Linked DNA regions of Mus musculus: all the other regions are linked to region 1. The links are chromatin contacts, called in public targeted proximity ligation maps. All regions are on one chromosome and are shown on one strand. The core of a region is the stretch at or near the end of the contact, and the rest is flanking DNA. Distances in the headings are between cores, read along the strand shown. Region 1 holds the start of Ccdc88b (coiled-coil domain containing 88B). Region 2 holds the start of Men1 (multiple endocrine neoplasia 1). Region 3 holds the start of Atl3 (atlastin GTPase 3).

Region 1 (2,700 bases), core at 17-2,516:
CAGCTCGCTCTGGACGTCAAGGCTGAGGCCCCGGATGTGACGGATGAAGAGCTCCCGGTGTTCACACTGTGGTGGACAGAGAAGGCCCAAAGCTGGCACACAGAGGCCCCTCCTCCTGTCAGAACTCCATTCTCTTCTCCCGTCCCCTCTTCACCTGCACTGAGGCCCCCAGCAACAGCCGAAGGATGCTTTCCAGCTCGTCCACTGCCTCTTCTGCTGGGCACAAGCCACAAAGGGTTAAATAGGGACATGGGGCAGGGACAGAGGACAGAGGGTGGGTAGGAAGCAGCACCTGAGAAGGGGTCACACCCCATTGTCTGGAGGTCTGGAGGTGGTGATAGGATCAGCAGCTGTAGCTCCTCCTAGAATAGGCCAACACTAAGAAAGACACCTTCACAGGGGCTGCTGGGCCTCCTGTCTGGCCTTCCCAATGTTTTACCTGGTAAAAATCCCTCAGTCGCCCCCATAGATGACAGAGGTTCCACATCCGACAGGCTGCAGGACCATCACGGCCCCTGACCATTCGAAGTCCTCCTCGGGAACTGGGAGCACTATGATCACCCAGGGAACATGGGTGAGAGGTTGGCTTGAGGACCTCCCCACAACCCAGACAGGCCTTGCCCTCCACCCTCAGACTCCTCCTACTATTCACAGCCCCCCCCCCAACTCAACTTCCCCATGTCACTTACATGATGCCCAGCACCCGAAGGAGTAAGGCTCCATCGATCAGCCGCAGGAATCTCTTCTCTGTACAAAGAGCCCCCTCTTCCTCCTCCTCCTCCTCCTCCTCCTCTGTTCCCCCCGCTGATTCTTCTGCCTCCCCCACCAGCCCAGCCAGTCCCAGTGCCTGTGGAAACAAATAGAAGTCAGCTAAACAGGTAGAAACTCCCCACCACCACCACCCCCAACTAGTAAACTCATCCTGAGTCCCTGATCTGTCCCAAAACACTCTATGATTCCCACTACCACCCCCCCACACACACACACACACTTCACCAGTGCCCCTGAATGCCTCCTGCCCCAGTTCCCAGACCAGCTTCCCCTCCCCCCCCCCTGCTGATGCTATACACCCAGCCCCTCCTCCCCCAGCCCTCAGTCTGCCCCACACTCTCTTCCTCTCCCACCTGACCCTCACCCAGGTGGCCAGACTCCCACTCAGAAAGCCTCTGAGCCTGGGCCCCTTGGCCCCCTCCATGTTGGGGGTCAGGGTGTAGTCCCTGTCACGCTGTGGCAGCTACACCTGCTCTGAGAGGAAGAGGAAGTCCCCGGCTGGGGGATCCCAGAGGCCCAGCCACAGACCCTGTACAGCTTCCTTCTTCCGGGGTTCTGCAGGGCTGCGAATCGTGTCTCAGCACATACACGCAAACACACACACACATCTTCCCTGGGTCTCAGATAAGGTAAGACTAGCTACAAAGCTGTAAGTTAGCTGAGGGGAGGCCTACAGGGTTCCTGACTCCATGGGAATAACGGGAAGACCTTTTCTCTCGTGGGCAAGAGAGAGTGACCTCAGCCTGGCACTCTGTCGTCACTAAAAGAGCTCTGGCCTTGCCTTGGAGTCAATAGGCTGGTCTAGCATTCACTATAGGTAGTCCAGGATGGCCTTGAATTTGTTCTTCATTTGTTGGTATCTCCTTCTTCAGTCTCATGCCAATCTGTCAGCTGTTGAAGCCTGCTACAGGTGCTGCATGTCCCAGCCAGCTCCTCTGAACCCCAGGAGAGAGTAGACGCTGACCCTCCTGGACTTTGTAAATACTACACTGAAAATGGAGGAAGGCCAGTAACCGCAGTTACCAGACTCAGTTTCCCATCTGTAAACTCCTTAAAAGGAAGCACACAATACCCGGGAATGTGACTCAGTCCATAGAGGGCCTGCTTAACATATACAAGGCCCTGGGTTCAATCTCTAGTACCTTATAACCGGGAGTAGAGATGCATGCCTGTGATTCCAGCCCCTTGAAGGGTAGAGACAGGAGAATCAGGAATTCAAGGCCATCCTGGATTACCTATAGTGAATGCTAGACCAGCTAAACCAATTTAGTGAGACTGTTTCCCAAAATAATGATGATGCTGGCCAGGCATGGTGGCACACATCTTTAATCCCAGCACTCAGGAGAAAGAGATAGGTGGATCTCTGAGTTCAAAGCCAGCCTGGAGTTCTAGGACATCTAGGCCTGTTTAGAGAGACCCTGTGTTAGAGAGAGAGAGAGGAAGAGAGGGAGAGAGAGAGAGAGAAAGAGAGAGAGAGAGAGAATAGTCACATGAAATAAGACACTGTAGTCCTACTAAGTGCTTTCACAGGGCAGTCAGGGAAGGCTTCCCAGAGGAGGCAGGAGGCAGCCTGCTGAGAGGGAAGGATAGCCAAGGAATCAGCAGCTAGAAGCATAGATCAGGAACTACTTGTGTTTGTCTTCTTGTCTGTCTCGGTCATCATTTCTAAAGTCAGGTGACAAGGTACTGTTGCCCTTCAGCTGGCTTCAGCCCTGATGCAGCTGTCATTGCAGGCACAAGAAAATTCCAAAGCCCCAGCAGCAACTCCCGAGAAAGGCTTGAGGAGCTTAGAGGAGGACTCTGAGGTCTTTCAGGGAGCACTCTGAACCCACAACCCAAATGGTGGGAGCACCAGAGGGAGGGACCTGACCCTGGTTTTCAGGTCCCCAAGCTGGTGGTGGAAACTGTTTGAAGGAGGGATGTCCCAGA
Region 2 (2,700 bases), core at 52-2,551, 520 kb before region 1:
CTCTCTCTGTCTTCTTCCCTTTACACAGGCTCTCTCTCTGAACCTGCAGCTAGGTCGTTAGGCAGGAAGTCCCAAGACCCTCCTCCCTTTAACCCCCACACTGACCCCATTCCCCATCCATGCCCTATAATGCTAGGATTCCAAACGTATAAGTGAATTCTGGGTATTTGAACTCAGGTCCTCCTACTGGTACAACAAAAGGCTCTCAGCTGCTACATCATCTCCTCAGCTTCATCTATTGAGGTCTTGGTCTCAGACAAAAAGACTTCGTTTTGGAAACAGGGTCATTACAGACTTCGTGAATTAAGATGAGGTCATGAAGCCTTGTGGGAGGGGTGGTGCCATGTGGACTGGTGGTGAACATCTATAATCCCAGCATGGTGGAGGCTGAGGCAGGAATATTGTGAGTCTGTGGCCAGTCTGAACTAAAAAGCAAGATCCTGTCTAAGGTAAAACTGACCTTGAACTTCCTGATTTTTTTTTTCTTTTCTTTCCTTAATTTTATTTTACCTATGTGTGTGCATAAGGTGCCTGCTTGGAGCCTGCAGAGGACAGCAGAGAACATTGGACCTCCTAAAGTGGGGCTAAAGACCCAGTTGTGAGCAAACATGTACATACTGGGAACGCAGGGTCCTGAGCCAGAGCCGCCAGGGCTCTTAACTCTGAGTCATCTCTGAAGTCCACCCTGAGTTCCTTGCCTCTAATTTCAAGGACTGGTATTGGATCATAGACCAGTCTTGCCTTGAGCTCACCAAAATCCTTCTGCCTCCGCCGTACTGTGTTCAGCCTTGCATTCTTTTTAGGTGTGGATGTTTCGTCTGCCTTTTTATGTGTGTGCACCAAGTCAAGCTTGGTGGAGGTCAGAGAAAAGCATGGGTCCTCTGGAAGTGGAGTTACAGATGGTGAGCCACAATGTGGGTGTGGGGACCTAAACTTGATCCCAGGTCCTTTGCAAAAGCAACAAGTGCTCTGAACAGCTGAACCAGGTCTCCAGCCTCCTTGTAGTGTTTTAGAGCAACAGTTTCCCTCACATCTTAAACTGGCCATAATACACACTGCAGGGGCGCTACTGCGCCTGAGTTTAATCCTAGGACTACAATCTCCCAGAAGTCACGGAGGAACTTCTTCTGGCGTGATCCTAGATGACCAATCGTTGAGGAGCTCAGCTTACCCGCCCTGGAGCAGCAGGACTACTTCTTCCATAAGCCATTGCGGGTTTGGCTGTCATTTTCAGATTTAGAGAGGGCCGGGTGAGCAAGGACTCCCCATTTCCCAGCAGGCAGTGCGGCCATAGGAGGCGCGGGACTTCATTTCCCAGCAGGCTTCAGGCGGCGGGCGCCGCGGTGCCTTGTGTGGGATGTAAGCGCGGAGGTGGGCGCGGGGGACCGAAGCCGGGACTCTCCTTGGGACTTGTGGGAGGCTGGTTTGGGTTTGCCTTCTGGACAGGCTCCAGAGGGCCGGGTAGAGATTGTAGGGACTGGAGGGGCGGCCTTTGAGGGTCCCCAATAGGTCTTTGGGAGCAGCCTCATCGGGGCTGGGGGTCCCGGAATTGTAAGGAACTAGAAGGCCCTATATAGCCTTGGTTGAAGGGTCTCAGAAACCGAGCCGCCGCCCGTGAGCACAGGACGAAGCGGCTGGCGAAGCAGAATTGTGGCGGAGGGTAGAGCCTTAGCCGAGCCTGGGAGGGGGCTCTCTCGCCGAGCCCGACCCTCCCTCCCTCGGCTCGCCCGCAGGCCACCGCCCGCCGCCATGGGGCTGAAGGCCGCCCAGAAGACGCTGTTCCCTCTGCGCTCTATCGACGACGTGGTGCGCCTGTTTGCTGCAGAGCTGGGCCGAGAGGAGCCTGACCTGGTGCTCCTGTCCTTGGTCCTGGGCTTCGTGGAGCATTTCCTGGCTGTCAACCGTGTCATCCCCACCAACGTGCCGGAGCTCACCTTCCAGCCCAGCCCCGCACCCGACCCTCCTGGTGGCCTCACCTACTTCCCGGTGGCCGACCTATCCATCATTGCTGCCCTCTATGCCCGATTCACCGCTCAGATCCGCGGCGCTGTGGACCTCTCCCTCTATCCTCGAGAGGGAGGTGTTTCTAGTCGCGAACTGGTAAAAAAGGTCTCGGATGTCATATGGAACAGCCTCAGCCGCTCCTACTTCAAGGACCGGGCCCACATCCAGTCCCTCTTCAGCTTCATCACAGGTTGGAGTCAGACAGGTGGTCAGGAGAGCAAATGAGTGTTGTCTTACCTCTTCTCATGTCTGAACAATATGGCTTATAGCCCTTTTGAGACTTGTAAACCTTGTGTGGTGGGGCAGGTATTATTTCTCCTTCGCAGTTGTGGAAAGAGAATTCTGAAGAGGGGAATGTCAGAATGACAGGGCTGAGACTGGAACCTGGTCATTTGGTGCCAGCTTTTACTCCCCAGTCTTTCAACAGTCCCAGCCCTGCCATTGAATAGCCAGAGGGATCTGGCAGCCCAACATATGGGGAAAGAAGGTGGTAGCAGACTGGGGAGGTAGGACAAATGGGTGGGTACATTTGAGACAATTAAGATTATACCTTTGAAAATATTTTGAAAGGAAGCACGGGCTTGACTAAGGACAAAGTGCTTCAGCTCTCCGTGCAATGTACTGAGCAAGCATCTGAGGCCTCTTGTGAGCTTTGAGGAAAAAAGTGCAGAGATAAATCAGAACATGAAGAAGGGA
Region 3 (2,700 bases), core at 87-2,586, 640 kb after region 1:
GCCTAGAAGATCTAATTTGGTTTAAATCTAAAAGCTAGAAGAGAGTTTCCTAACAGTCTTGAGAGTTTGGGGGGTAAAGGGGCTCAAAGAGGGGTTAAAGAAGTGTAAACAGGATTTCTTTAGGTAGGCTACGAATAATTTTTACCTCATAACCTTTGGCATAATTGCTCAGGAAGTAAAGATAGCTGAAAGGCTTGGCAGGGTGTAGAGATAGAGGGAAGTTCAGGGTAGGCCGAAGGAATAAAGAAAACATTTGCTGAATGAACGAAACAATGGTGAGGAAAAATCAAGTCACTGGGGTGACACTACCTCCATCTATAGGATTTGTTAGAAAACAGTATTTAGTTGTGGCAAATTGTATTTTCACAATATGTCAAGTATGAATAAAAGCATTTCCCAACAACTTCCTTTTGTAAAGTAACTTTGAATCACGGTCCTAGAAGTCTAAAGTTTACAAAAGGTGGGTCATGGCTCAGAATAGTCTGAGGTCGCGCGAAAATGAGACAGAGACTCACTATGTAGTTCAGGAAGGTATTGAACACCTGATCCTCCTCTCCTGGTCTCCAGTACTGGGATTACCAGCGTGCCACCCGGAGCCTGACTTAGTAAGGTCTTACTTTAGCTTTTTGTTTGTTTGTTTTGTTTTGTTTTTTTGTTTTTCGAGACAGGGTTTCTCTGTGTATCCCTGGCTGTCCAGGAACTCACTTTGTAGACCAGGCTGGCCTCGAACTCAGAAATCCTCCTGCCTCTGCCTCCCAAGTGCTGGGATTAAAGGCGTGCGCCACCACGACCGGCGTTACTTTAGCTTTTAGTAAGCCTTGGTCAGATCAGAGATTAGGGGTGATGGTGATGATAATGAAGTCACGATGGTCTGTCCTTGTGAAGTCAAAGTCGAAGCGTTCGCGTCATCATGTTAATTCTTTCATACCACCACCTGTAGTCCTGGCCAGCGAGGAACACCAGAGCCCAGCACGCGGGCCGGGTGGGGGCTCCCGGCGGGAACCGGGTGGCCAAAGCCCGGCCCTGGTCCCCGGGTTAGGCGCCGGGCAGGGTCTTCCGAGAGCCCTCCTCATTTTTTTCCCTTTGCAAGGCCTAATGGGAGTTGTAGTTCAGCGGTAGGAAGACCCACTCGGCCCAGTCCTGTCCTCCGTTTCCTCTACGCCCCGGATGAGGGCGAACACCCGGGTCAGAGGGGCCGGGCCCAAGAAAACGCCGAACTACAATTCCCGATGGACCCGACATTCCAGTACGCAGTCACAGGTACCCGCGGCACGATCCCCGCTCCGGCGCACGCGCACCGAACGGTGGCGGGACTCGGCCGCGTGCGCTTTCCCGCCCTCGTCACGCCCTGCGCCATCGGCAGGGCTGTCTCCTGAGCTGTAGGCTTTCTCCGCGCGCCCCTCCTTCTCGGTTTCTCCCCAAGTCCAGGCTCCGCCTGTTTCCCTCCTCCAGGGCAGCCTCAACCCGCTCCTGTCTTCTCTGCCTCTGCTACTTCTGCTGAAGGAGGAGGCTCCATGTTGTCCCCTCAGCGAACTGCAGCGGTGGCATCGAGAGGAGCAGGTGAGGCGTCCAATTTTCCCGGGACCCGGTCCGTGGTTACCCACGCTGCCTCCCAGTGCTTCGGCTCCGAGGTGACAAGCCGTCCCTGCCGCCGCCTTTTTTGGTGTGGCGACGGGAGGCCGCACCGCCGGGTGTCTCGGCTCGGAATTCAGGGCCGGGGCTCCTGGAGCGGGGAACGTTCCCAGTCTCCGCCGGGAGCCCGCGGCCTCCTGCGGCCTGGTGTTCTGGCCCGTCGAGCTCCGCCCTGTGCTGGGCAGGGCGTGCCGGGCGGTGGCGCGCTCCGGGTCGGGAAGCGAGGTTGGCGGTCCGTCTTAACGGGCCGGGATCGGCGGAAGGCTTTATTGTTGAGCCTTAAAGTGCTGGAATGCTGCGGTGCAGCCTTGGAGTTGAAAGGTTTTATTTTAAACGAAAAGACCTTGAGATACTGACAAGTATTAGTAAAGTTCGTTTTCCACCCGCGCTTATCTCCATGTTTGGTGATAAAAGAATTGGCCTAAATTTGGTTGTTTTGTTTTGCAAGTTTTTTGTTTTGTTTTTTTTTTTTTTAAAGTAAGTTTGGTTCCTTTGGCTTTGCCGGAGACATAAAATGAGGTGGTAAAAGTACTAAATGAAAACCAAATAGTCCCTCCGTAAATTCATGGATGCAGTTTCGCCTGTCATTTTACCTGGCACTGTGCTTGTTTAATGGGTATGGCCCTGAAATGATTGCAAGTTTCAGTTGCGAAATCTAAAGGAAAAAAAAAAGAAGAGTCAACAGTAGTGTTTGAAGAATTTTTTAGCAAACCCCAGTCTTCAAATTTGAGTACGAAGTGGAATGTTTTGCAAAAGGTGAAGAAAAAAAAAAAAAAAAAAAAAAAAACCCCTAGCAGTCTAAAACGTCATGGTTCTCAGTTTTGTTTTGGAGAAGTGGAGTTAAGTAAAACCTACGTTAAGGATTTGTACTCTATGTCAGTATTCAGCTTACATACAAACTGCAACATCAAATGAGGGCTGTTTTGCTTCCTACGAAAACCAGCTTGTATTCTAGAAATTCCTGTGCAGCTTTTACATGCGTGAGGGGATGTATGGGTGAAAAACATTTTCACCTAGTGAAGCATAAGGCCAATACCAACATTGTTTTATTTTCGGTAGTTTACTGTC

The links.
Region 2: a contact with region 1 is called in a targeted proximity ligation map of pancreatic cancer cells. A contact is called at or near these places in 5 of 39 promoter capture datasets (the C10 cell line, liver, neural stem cells and 1 more), 3 of 130 datasets of targeted methods (bone marrow-derived macrophages, large pre-B cells and pancreatic cancer cells) and 1 of 9 other capture datasets (liver).
Region 3: a contact with region 1 is called in a targeted proximity ligation map of pancreatic cancer cells. A contact is called at or near these places in 2 of 130 datasets of targeted methods (microglia and pancreatic cancer cells).

The regions. Positions count from the first base shown.
Region 1 is chr19:6,856,945-6,859,644 of GRCm38.p6, forward strand. It overlaps Ccdc88b (coiled-coil domain containing 88B), which reads right to left and starts at 1,267. Exons shown (of 27, transcript NM_001081291.1): 1 at 1,136-1,267; 2 at 690-847; 3 at 440-551; 4 at 293-362; 5 at 155-213; 6 at 1-66. The coding sequence starts at 1,195.
Region 2 is chr19:6,333,712-6,336,411 of GRCm38.p6, forward strand. Men1 (multiple endocrine neoplasia 1) reads left to right here and starts at 1,302. Exons shown (of 10, transcript NM_001168489.1): 1 at 1,302-1,371; 2 at 1,734-2,194. The coding sequence starts at 1,750.
Region 3 is chr19:7,493,102-7,495,801 of GRCm38.p6, forward strand. Atl3 (atlastin GTPase 3) reads left to right here and starts at 1,337. Exons shown (of 13, transcript NM_146091.4): 1 at 1,337-1,560. The coding sequence starts at 1,515. Gm52401 (a long non-coding RNA gene) reads right to left here and starts at 693. Exons shown (of 2, transcript XR_003952920.1): 1 at 516-693.